2 separate regions of the Mus musculus genome follow, and region 2 is linked to region 1. Evidence: chromatin contacts called from public Hi-C data. All regions are on one chromosome and are shown on one strand. Each heading gives the region's core, a stretch centred on a gene start, on an enhancer-like site or on the middle of the called end of the contact. The rest is flanking DNA. Distances are from core to core; before and after follow the strand shown. Region 1 overlaps Cdk5rap2 (CDK5 regulatory subunit associated protein 2). Region 2 overlaps Cdk5rap2 (CDK5 regulatory subunit associated protein 2).

Region 1 (4,633 bases), core at 2,009-4,508:
TTGCAACCTTTCCCTTTGCTCAGTGATTGATAACACACATTAAGCTTTAGTGGCTGCAGAACATTTTCTATATAAATGTCCCTTGCCTTATTTGATGATTCCCAAGGGATGGACGCTTAGGTTGTGTCCATTTGGGGACCGTTGTAAAGAACACTGACTTGGAATCTCAGTGCATCCTTGCTATTTCTGTCACAGCATTCGGTTGGCAGAATCTAAGCCGCAGGGTAGGGTAGGTAGTAATGCGCTTTCTTGACACTTGCTAAGGGCAGAGCTGGAAACTTAGGGTCCCATGAGGGGTCTGGACTGGGAAGATGCTGTGGAGCATTCACTTTCCTAGAGTGAAGGTCTGTAGCGTTTAGATCTTCCACAGACTCAGACACGGAGTAGATCTGTAGCTGGAGTTGCAGTCGGGTTTCCCAGCATAGCCCATCATGGTGTCTTCAGAGACACGCTGGTATGAGGAATGCAGTAATTGAGCAGAGTGCTAGAATTGCTGCAGAGACAATTCCGAGATAGCCCTTCAGTGAACTCGGTATGGCTGTCAAGGTTTAGCCTCTTAAATAGAAGCCAGTCACTAAGGATCCTTTGCCTTGACACTTTTCCTCATTCCTTCTCAAGACTTTCCCTGGTGTGATGGAAAAACCAGTGCAGGGATGTGGAAGGTGGCGTTCACTGTATGTTTGCTGTATTCTCAGCACAGGAGGAACTATACATGTGAGGAGCATGAGAGGTCACACAGGAGATGGCAGAGTCCGAATTGGAGGTTTTCTTTCACAGCCGGTTCAGACCACTTCGATATCTGTGTCCCTGTCTCATTCGAGTCAGGCTGGATGTGGAGACCAAAGGTTCCTGTCACGTTTCCCGTTCTCTGACTGCTCAGACCAGTGCCTTTCTACCCAGGCTGTACTCACTCTCTATAGAAATTGTATCGCTCCTCTCAAAGCTCTCTCTGTTCACCCCATAGAAGAGAGAGCTTGTTCCTGTACTTCACTCTGGGTTATCTGCAACTCACACATGTCAGTCTGACTTTGTGGTATAGGCTATCAGAGGGAAGCTAGAGTGGCCTTTGGAGTCAGATATTGGAGTTAATACCCTGGTTTATGGGTCATTCGACTTCAAAGGTCATATGTCTTCTATGGAAGTAGCAGCACCTACCTTAGCAGAGTTGTTTGTAAGGATTAAGTGAGCTTATTTTAAGTGTCTCGTGTTGCCCTTGGAAACATACAGCATTTGGGAAGTGACAGCAAGCATTGCAAGAGGTACCTGGTCTGTCTGTAACTTGATATTGCCATGGTTGGTATCCATGAGAGGTCTGCCCTTTTCTGAAGAGAAATCGAGGAAGAGAGGATTGGGAGGTAGGGTAGAGGGGAGATCCATGAAGGGAAGGACTGGGAGAAGAGGGAAAACTTCAGACAAAAGGGAGGAAGGGAAGGAGGGAGGGGAGGGGAGGGGAGGGGAGGGGAGGGGAGAGGAGGAGAGGGGAGGGGAGGGGAGGGGAGGGGAGAGGAGAGGAGGGATGGATGATAACAGTGTCCCAGGCTGTTAAACAAAGGGTCTGACTCCTGTCACCATGGAATCACCTCCTCTGTATAGAATGGTTTTTGCTTCAGAGATGAAGCCCAGATGCCTGGCATGGTAGCACAGGTTTATCATCCCAAGCAGGGCTGAGGAAGAAGATTGTGGGTGTATGGCTGGCTTGGGATACATAGAAGATTTTTGCCTTAAAAGCAAACAAATGAACCTTGGGGCGGAGGGGAGAGGCACAAAGCTCCCTCCATCCCCCACCTCTAATTTCCCCTCTGGCTGATACTGGACTGTGTTTGCCTTCACCGCTACCACACTGTCCCTCATCCCCACACCCTGTAACTGTCTCCTTGGAGGTGAGCTCACCGAGGACAGACCGGACAGCTCTGCATCCACCCTTCTATCCTCGGTGTGTGCCAGGCTCCTGAGAGGAGCCGTGGTCGAAAGGAGAGAAGAAGAATGGCCTGGAGTTGGAGACACCAGGAACTTGGGTTTGAGTACGGGGATCATGTCGAGTCGTGGTGAGAAATTGTGTGCCAAAAGAGGCTTCTGAAGAGCAGCAAGCGACAGTCTGGTTAGCCATTCACAAGTCACATTCTCACTGTGGTCTTCTTGTTTGTCACCCAAGAAAGGGAAAGCTGGGTTTTTTTTTTTTTTTTTTTTTTTTTTTTGATGTCTGTTTTAAAACATGATACTCCCTCACTGCATGAGCTCACAGTTCTTAGGTTTGCCAGAGAGCTGGAAACAGTGCTTTCATGCTGTGCATCCCAAGCTCCTGCCATAGCTGACAGATGGTCTCCTGCCACCTATGTGGAGGCAGTTTCCACCAAGAAACTCAGTTTATCAGTGGTTACGATCCCCTCATGAATCCCCAAATGACGGCCATTTGTCACTTCACTTTAAAAGGACCCTATTGTGATAGAGGAATGGATGGATGTAATACAAGCTACTCAAAAGATCTTTTATTTAACAGTGAGAGAGCTCACTCTGTTGGTGGCACTGAGACACTTGCTTCTGTGGGCATGAGTCCAGATCTTTGATGGTTTTAAGATGTACTCATGATTGGGAGGCTCAGGATGCTTACAGCTATCCCAGACCAAAGACATCTGCTATGTGCCTGAAGGAAATGACTCTCAGTGTACAGTGATCCCCATGGAGCAGGCTGCCATCTTGTGTTTGCTTGGCGGTACTTATGTAGCTTCTAGCTGGTGGCAAGGCTTGGCTGGTGGCCTGTCTTGAGGTCTGAGGTTGGAGGCTTTTCATCAGCTGAAGGCTGGTGAGCAGCCCCAGTGCCAACTAGGCTGTTCCTTCAGAAGATAGGTGCCTGACCCATTAGGGACCATCCTTCACTCTGGGGCTTTGAGATCTGGCTTAGTCACTATGACTTCCTCCTTTTGACGAGTTGTACAGAAGTCACACATAGACACGCACTAGAGACGTGAGAGCATCTACCAGGCTGGTCGACAGCCAACCTCTGGAAGCCACAGAGTCTCCCTAGTATGGGAAAGATATGACCAAGAAAATCCAGGCATAGAGTGTTGACTGTACCTGCCATGACCCTGCTCGCTTCTGAGCTGTAGCCTGCAGTAAGGTGAGAATAGAGCGCAGAGCCTCGGGCTTGCCCTTCCTGCTGTAAAGTGGAAGCAAGTGTTGGTACTGTAGGATTATAGTGAACCCAAGGCGGAGAGTCCATTCTAAAGTCATTGTGCTCAGGGCTGCTGCCTCCACACTGGGTCCATGCGTCTTTTTTTCTGAGGGTAACAGTGCTGTACAGTAGCAGGTATGTGGTGACCTGCCGGGGTAGAGATGGAGCCTGCCTGCCACGCAGGCCCCCCTGTGAGAACTGTAAGCTGAATCCCGATGAGAAACAAACCCACTCGCTCTGGTGTTCTTTTTCCTTACCGGGGATGTTTTGGGACTTTTCCTTTGGGAGTTTAGAGCACTGTGGGGACAGTCTAATTATAGTCTCCTTTTTCAAGGCAACGAAAGAAGGGCTTTTTTATCTTCTTCTTTAGCCATGCATCAGTTTCTTCAAAGAGCTCATCCTGGTCTGCAATTTCCAGAGTTTTGAAGTATTTTTAAAATAAAGTTGTTAGTTGCTTTGAAATCTGGGCCTGTGCATCCTTTCAAACGATGACACGCAAGAACAGAGCACAGCGTCTTTCTCCCAACAGCATCCTGTGCTTTATTTTTGTTTTCTTTTGTTGTTTCTGTTAGTCATTTCCCCTGCTGTCGACAGTGGCCTTTTCAACTGCACTCAACTGCACTTTTCAATACTGCTTTCCCCACTAATCCCAGTTCTGAGCGTCTTTCCTAGGGAAATAATTTAAATGCAGATAAAGCCGTGTGCACAGATATATTTGTGTCATTTATTTACTAAAATGAAAATTTGGAGATGACCTAAATACCCACTAGGGAACTGCAAGATACAGTCCACGTGTTCCTGCCATAGAATGTTAGCATGATCTTCACAATGGAGGTCTCTAAAGCAAACTTAGTAGGAGAAATGCATATACTAAAATGGGTTGTGCAAAAATGAAGTCAGCATCATCTCTGCCCACATGCCTGGAGGAGAGAACAGAAGGCAGTTCAAGAGCGTGCCAGCTCGGGGGAGGGGCGGGAAGAGGAGGCTTTATAATTCTATTGCTCACTCCCCATGGTGAGCATATATTTTTCTAGTGCCACAGGATATTTGTGTTATGTTCTATGGTACTAGGGATGGAACCCAGAACTTCACCTGTGCTGTACCGTACCACTAACCTGTGCACCACTACAGTCGCTCTCTAGCCCTCCTATAAAAATTTTGTATCTGTGTATGTACCTGCTCATGTGTGTATACATGTGTTTGTGCAGGTGCGTGTGTGTGCGCGCGCGCGCGTGTGTGTGTGTGTATGTATGTGTAAGTGTAAGGTAGGGGCTGCTGGAGTAGAGGACAGAGGTTGATGTTACATGTCTTCCCTATCTTCCGTATCATTCAACTTGGAGATGACTGGTTTTTCTAGACTGCCTGTCCAAGAAGACGGCCTGGGGATCTTCTGTCTCCCTCTCTCCAGGGCTGGAATTCTAGACATAAGCTGCTGCATATATATATATATATGTATATATATAT
Region 2 (4,278 bases), core at 76-2,575, 38 kb before region 1:
GACAGACAGACAGACAGACAGACAGGATACCTGACATAGACACAGACAGACAGACAGACAGACAGACACACACACACACACACACACACACACACACACTGCATGTCTATTTGAGGGAGTTCTTTGAACTTGCCTTTGCTGTGGTAGAGTCTTGAGGGCCCCGTTGGTCATTGAGTCTGTCCATGTGCTTCCTCCAACTCAGGCCATGTCTTACGTGCTTGATATCCTGTGATGTTACTGTGGCCTGGCTCTGGGTATTTGCTGCAGATGGTACATCTGATGAGTGATGTCATCTTAGAGCTCTTTGGAGAATGGCCATGGCTCCAGAGAGCTTGCATAGTATGCGTCCAGCCTTGGAATATCCATAACTTAAAGGAAGATGTCTACATACCCCACCTGCTCCCCACCCCCACGTCACTTCTGACATTTGTCTCTTTTCCTGTTTGTAACCATGCTGTACAGGGAAGGACCCTGAAGCTCTGTTGGGAGCAGGAGATGTTGAGTTCCTCTAGGCGTGGCTAGCTCATCTCTCCAGTGAAAGAACCCGGCCCCATGTGTGAATCAGTGTCATTGCTGAAGCCAGGCTGTTTCACCATGAATGCAAAGGATCTTTCCTTACAGAAGTCCCTCAGGATCAAAACTGACATTTTCCTGGGTGGACTTAACTCAGCCTGGAATACCAGGTATATAAGGCCTCACATCTATGGCCATACCATTTCTTTGGAGAGGTTTATGGGCTGTCTTCCCACTTTCCCAGTGGGAACTGCTCAGAGGTACTATATTTATGCTGTGCTTTGGCCGTCTGCTTTCTTTGAGTCAGGGATTATTATTGATCTTGGCCTCCAGGGCTCCGGATAATTTTGAAAACCAAGAGCAACGGCAAGCCACTTACGGGAGAAACAAGTCTCCCAGCTTACTTCCTCTGAGGCTGAGTTTTTAATAAGCAGCTCCTTCTTCAGCAGCTCCATTTGAGCTGTAAATGCCGAGTTTTGTTTGTTCATTTGCCCTTTGAAAAAAATCTGTTAAATGTCCCATTATGTCCTTTGGAGAATAGAGGCCTTTTCCTCTGCCCACTCTAAGATCTTAATACCAGCCGATTTGGATTTGAGTCATTTGTCAGATTGCACTTCAATTTGATGTTCCCTGTGAAAAGCTTTTTCCTTTAGCACAGTTCCCCTGCCTTCCCCGGAATGGGATGGGAGTACATGCATGTAAAGATGGTTATATTTTGGAACTGAGAGAGGAGAGGGATCCAGGATGAGGTACCGTGGGAAAAAGAGGAGACTGTTGTTCTCCGGGAGGGAGTGTCAGTCTCCTTCACAAAAAACAAGGCAGGACCAGCTGGAAATGGCCACGTTGTCCACTGCTTTCTCTGAGCAGCAAGACTTATAGGGGGAGGGAGGGCAGAGTATTATGTCTGTTCTCTTGGAGGCTGTAAATCAGAAAAAGAGACTACAGTGTACAGCTACAGTGTACTTACATATATAATAAATAAATAAATCTTTAAAAAAAAAAAAAAAGAGGCAGAGCCAGGCGGATTTCTGAGTTCGAGGCCAGCCTGGTCTACAGAGTGAGTTCCAGGACAGCTAAGGCTACACAGAGAAACCCTGAGAGAGAAAGAGAGAGAGAGAGAGAGAGAGAGGGAGAGAGAGAGTGAGTTGGGGCTGGAAGGGGAGAGAACAGAGAGAGATCTTAGAATATGGATAACTGACCTTAATCCTGTTGATTGAAAATAGCACAATCGCGATTTCTAAGCCTTCCCTTCTGATCTGATTGTGCCACTTGCATTGAAATGTGGTTTTCTCTCCTGTTGTTTTTTTTAATTGTCGTTTAGTCATTGCATCATTACCATCTTGCAGAGGAACTGCAGTTTAATGGCCTAACTACTTGTTGGCACATGGATTGCTTCAAGTGGTTGTTGCAAATTGTCTGTACACAGTCTTTCCCTGCTTTAAAGTTTCTTTCCTTAGATTGTATTCCCAGATTTCTAATTCCAATGTATACTGATACGCAGCAACCATACAGTTTGTTTTGAGCTACCCTCCCCTAACAAGTCTTGTTTTGTTTTGTTTTGTTTTGTTTTGTTTTGTTTTTAGAGACAGGGTTTCTCTGTATAGCCCTGGCTGTCCTGGAACTCACTTTGTCGACCAGTCTGGCCTCGAACTCAGAAATCCATTTGCCTCTGCCTCCCAAGTGCTGGAATTAAAGGCGTGCGCCACCACCGCCCGGCTCCCTAACAAGTCTTAAATGATAAAGGTAGGAATAGTTTGGAGGCCTAATAGATTTTGTCTTGTTTCTTTCCAAAGAGACTGCCCCTAATGAGAACCATCCCATGAGGACTTGAAGGGTGCACATTTCCTGAGTGTGGATAGTTTATGTAGAAATCATCCAGGTGACCAACTGCTATGCTGCTGTTTTAATGAGTTTAATGACAAAAGTCTCTGTTGAGGTGCACCTGTTTTCTTATATGTGTTTGCCAGTTATTACTTGATGCTACAGGAGTCACCATCATATAGGGTAATTTTAGCAGGACATAGTCAGGGTAGTGAATGTTGAACCCCATGACTGCAGCTTGTGGAACTGACATCTCTAGTTGGGGACATGTGAGAAGGAGGATGCTGACAAGATATAGTACTCAGGAAGATTAGTAGTTGCTGTCACTTCCTTGTGTTTTTTTGTTGTTGCTTTTTGGTTTTTTGTTTTTGTCATTCTGAAGTGTGGTTAGAGAGCTGGGGATGGGAAGACATGGAGATAGAGCTTCATTTAATGGAGCTCAGGTGTTAGTAAGGCTGTCACATTGATTAAGAAATAGACCTTGGGTGAATCTCCAGTAATGGCTTGTAAATTTTTCCACCTGGCGACCTGTTTTCCCCTGAGGAGTTTCTACACAGTCTTAGCCATCTAGCTGTGCACAGTGCACAGCTTCTGATAACAAATCATAAAGAAATGGGTTTTAAAGCAAGCCTTTGGTGTACACATAGTTTTACCATTTTTTAAAGATAGAAGCGAATTTAAATGCTAATGAGGTGGATGTACTTGTTTATTTTTATTTAAAGGCTTAAATCTTGGCTGAATATTTATCATGTAGGGCGTATAGGATCTGCAACATTGCTCAGAGTTGATTGACATTTTGATTTTATAATATCAATTCTATGAATGTTGCTTCATATAAATATGTTGTTCAGAAATGCAGAAGAGTGTTTAGGGGCCACTTCAGGAATTGCTGGACAGGGATGGAGAGATAACTCAGCAGCTAAGAGTGCTTGGTGCACTATAATGAGGACTAGATTTGGGATCCAAGTACCTACGAAAAACTGGGAGCCTTCAAATACCTATAACACTATTGGCCTCTGCATGTACACAGTTGCACACACATGCATTAAAAATATTTATGTATGTACAAAGACACAGATTAATACACAAAATGCAATAAGGTATAAAAAATTATTGGCAATTCTGACTTAATCTCAAGCCACACTTCATTTAACAAATTTTTAATGAGATTTTGCCACCAACTCAAATAGCAGTTTTTCAAAATTGTACCAATTTGATGCTTACACACTGAGAGATGACAAGAAAGTACTAAATCTATTTTCGGTAATTAATGCATGTGCCTATAAGAGCAGTAACGTGTGTACAGTAACTGATAGCATTCAGTAGTCTCAAATAGGAGTCATGGTGGTTGGTATTACATAGTGTGCTGGTGTGCACACTGCAGGGTGTATGTATCCACCTTTTAGAGTAAAAGCTGTGTTGAAGTTGTCTCCTGCGATATGGGCGATTGATACCACAAACCCATTAGAGTTTGAAGTTATTTTTGGTTGTCATGTGTTCAGAAACCATTTACTGTTGCTGGTGTTGTTATGACCCTCACATTCAGGTATGTGACTCTGTAGATGGGCACTGCAAATGCAGGCATGGTGGTGAGTGTCTGTGATGCTGGCACTGGGGAAGTGGAGCTAGGAGAACCAGAAGGATCATCTCAGCTATGGAATGAGTTTGAAGTGAACGGGAGCCACACGAGACCTCGTCTCACAACAAAAACCAAACAATAGTAACAAAATGACAGGATACCCAGCTTTTCTATATAAATATATCTATCCATCAGATATAAATAGTGTTAATAAAATATTTAAGGTCATTATATAAGACTTTAAGCCATTTATTGATCCATATATTTAATAAAGTAACCATATTTTTCTTTTCTAAATTGATCTATTAGGAAAGTATAAGTGACAAACATAATTTCCATCTTGAAAATATTATAGACATTAATGG

Evidence for each region. Hi-C and Micro-C count contacts between places; a contact is called where the count stands out from the background.
Region 2: a contact with region 1 is called in a Hi-C map of cerebral cortex, with 1.7 times the contacts expected there. The contact joins two enhancer-like sites. A contact is called at or near these places in 1 of 39 promoter capture datasets (liver), 2 of 15 datasets of contacts at CTCF or cohesin (liver and pro-B cells), 42 of 484 Hi-C or Micro-C datasets (the AML12 cell line, B cells, ECoMG-derived neutrophils and 29 more), 5 of 115 datasets of contacts at active chromatin or transcription factors (CD8 T cells, astrocytes, embryonic stem cells and 1 more) and 3 of 9 other capture datasets (adipose tissue, embryonic stem cells and liver).

What each region holds. Positions count from the first base shown.
Region 1 is chr4:70,257,901-70,262,533 of GRCm38.p6, reverse strand. The region is part of intron 25 of Cdk5rap2 (CDK5 regulatory subunit associated protein 2); the gene reads left to right. Among named protein-coding and RNA genes, the nearest start is that of Cdk5rap2, 150 kb to the left of the region's middle. Within about 2 kb of position 3,258, at least 41 of the 459 cell types and tissues checked have an H3K27ac peak or open chromatin away from gene starts, as enhancers often do. A contact at or near this core is called in cerebral cortex and cortical glia, where this site is marked.
Region 2 is chr4:70,294,473-70,298,750 of GRCm38.p6, reverse strand. The region is part of intron 18 of Cdk5rap2 (CDK5 regulatory subunit associated protein 2); the gene reads left to right. Among named protein-coding and RNA genes, the nearest start is that of Cdk5rap2, 110 kb to the left of the region's middle. Within about 2 kb of position 1,325, at least 12 of the 459 cell types and tissues checked have an H3K27ac peak or open chromatin away from gene starts, as enhancers often do. A contact at or near this core is called in cerebral cortex and cortical glia, where this site is marked.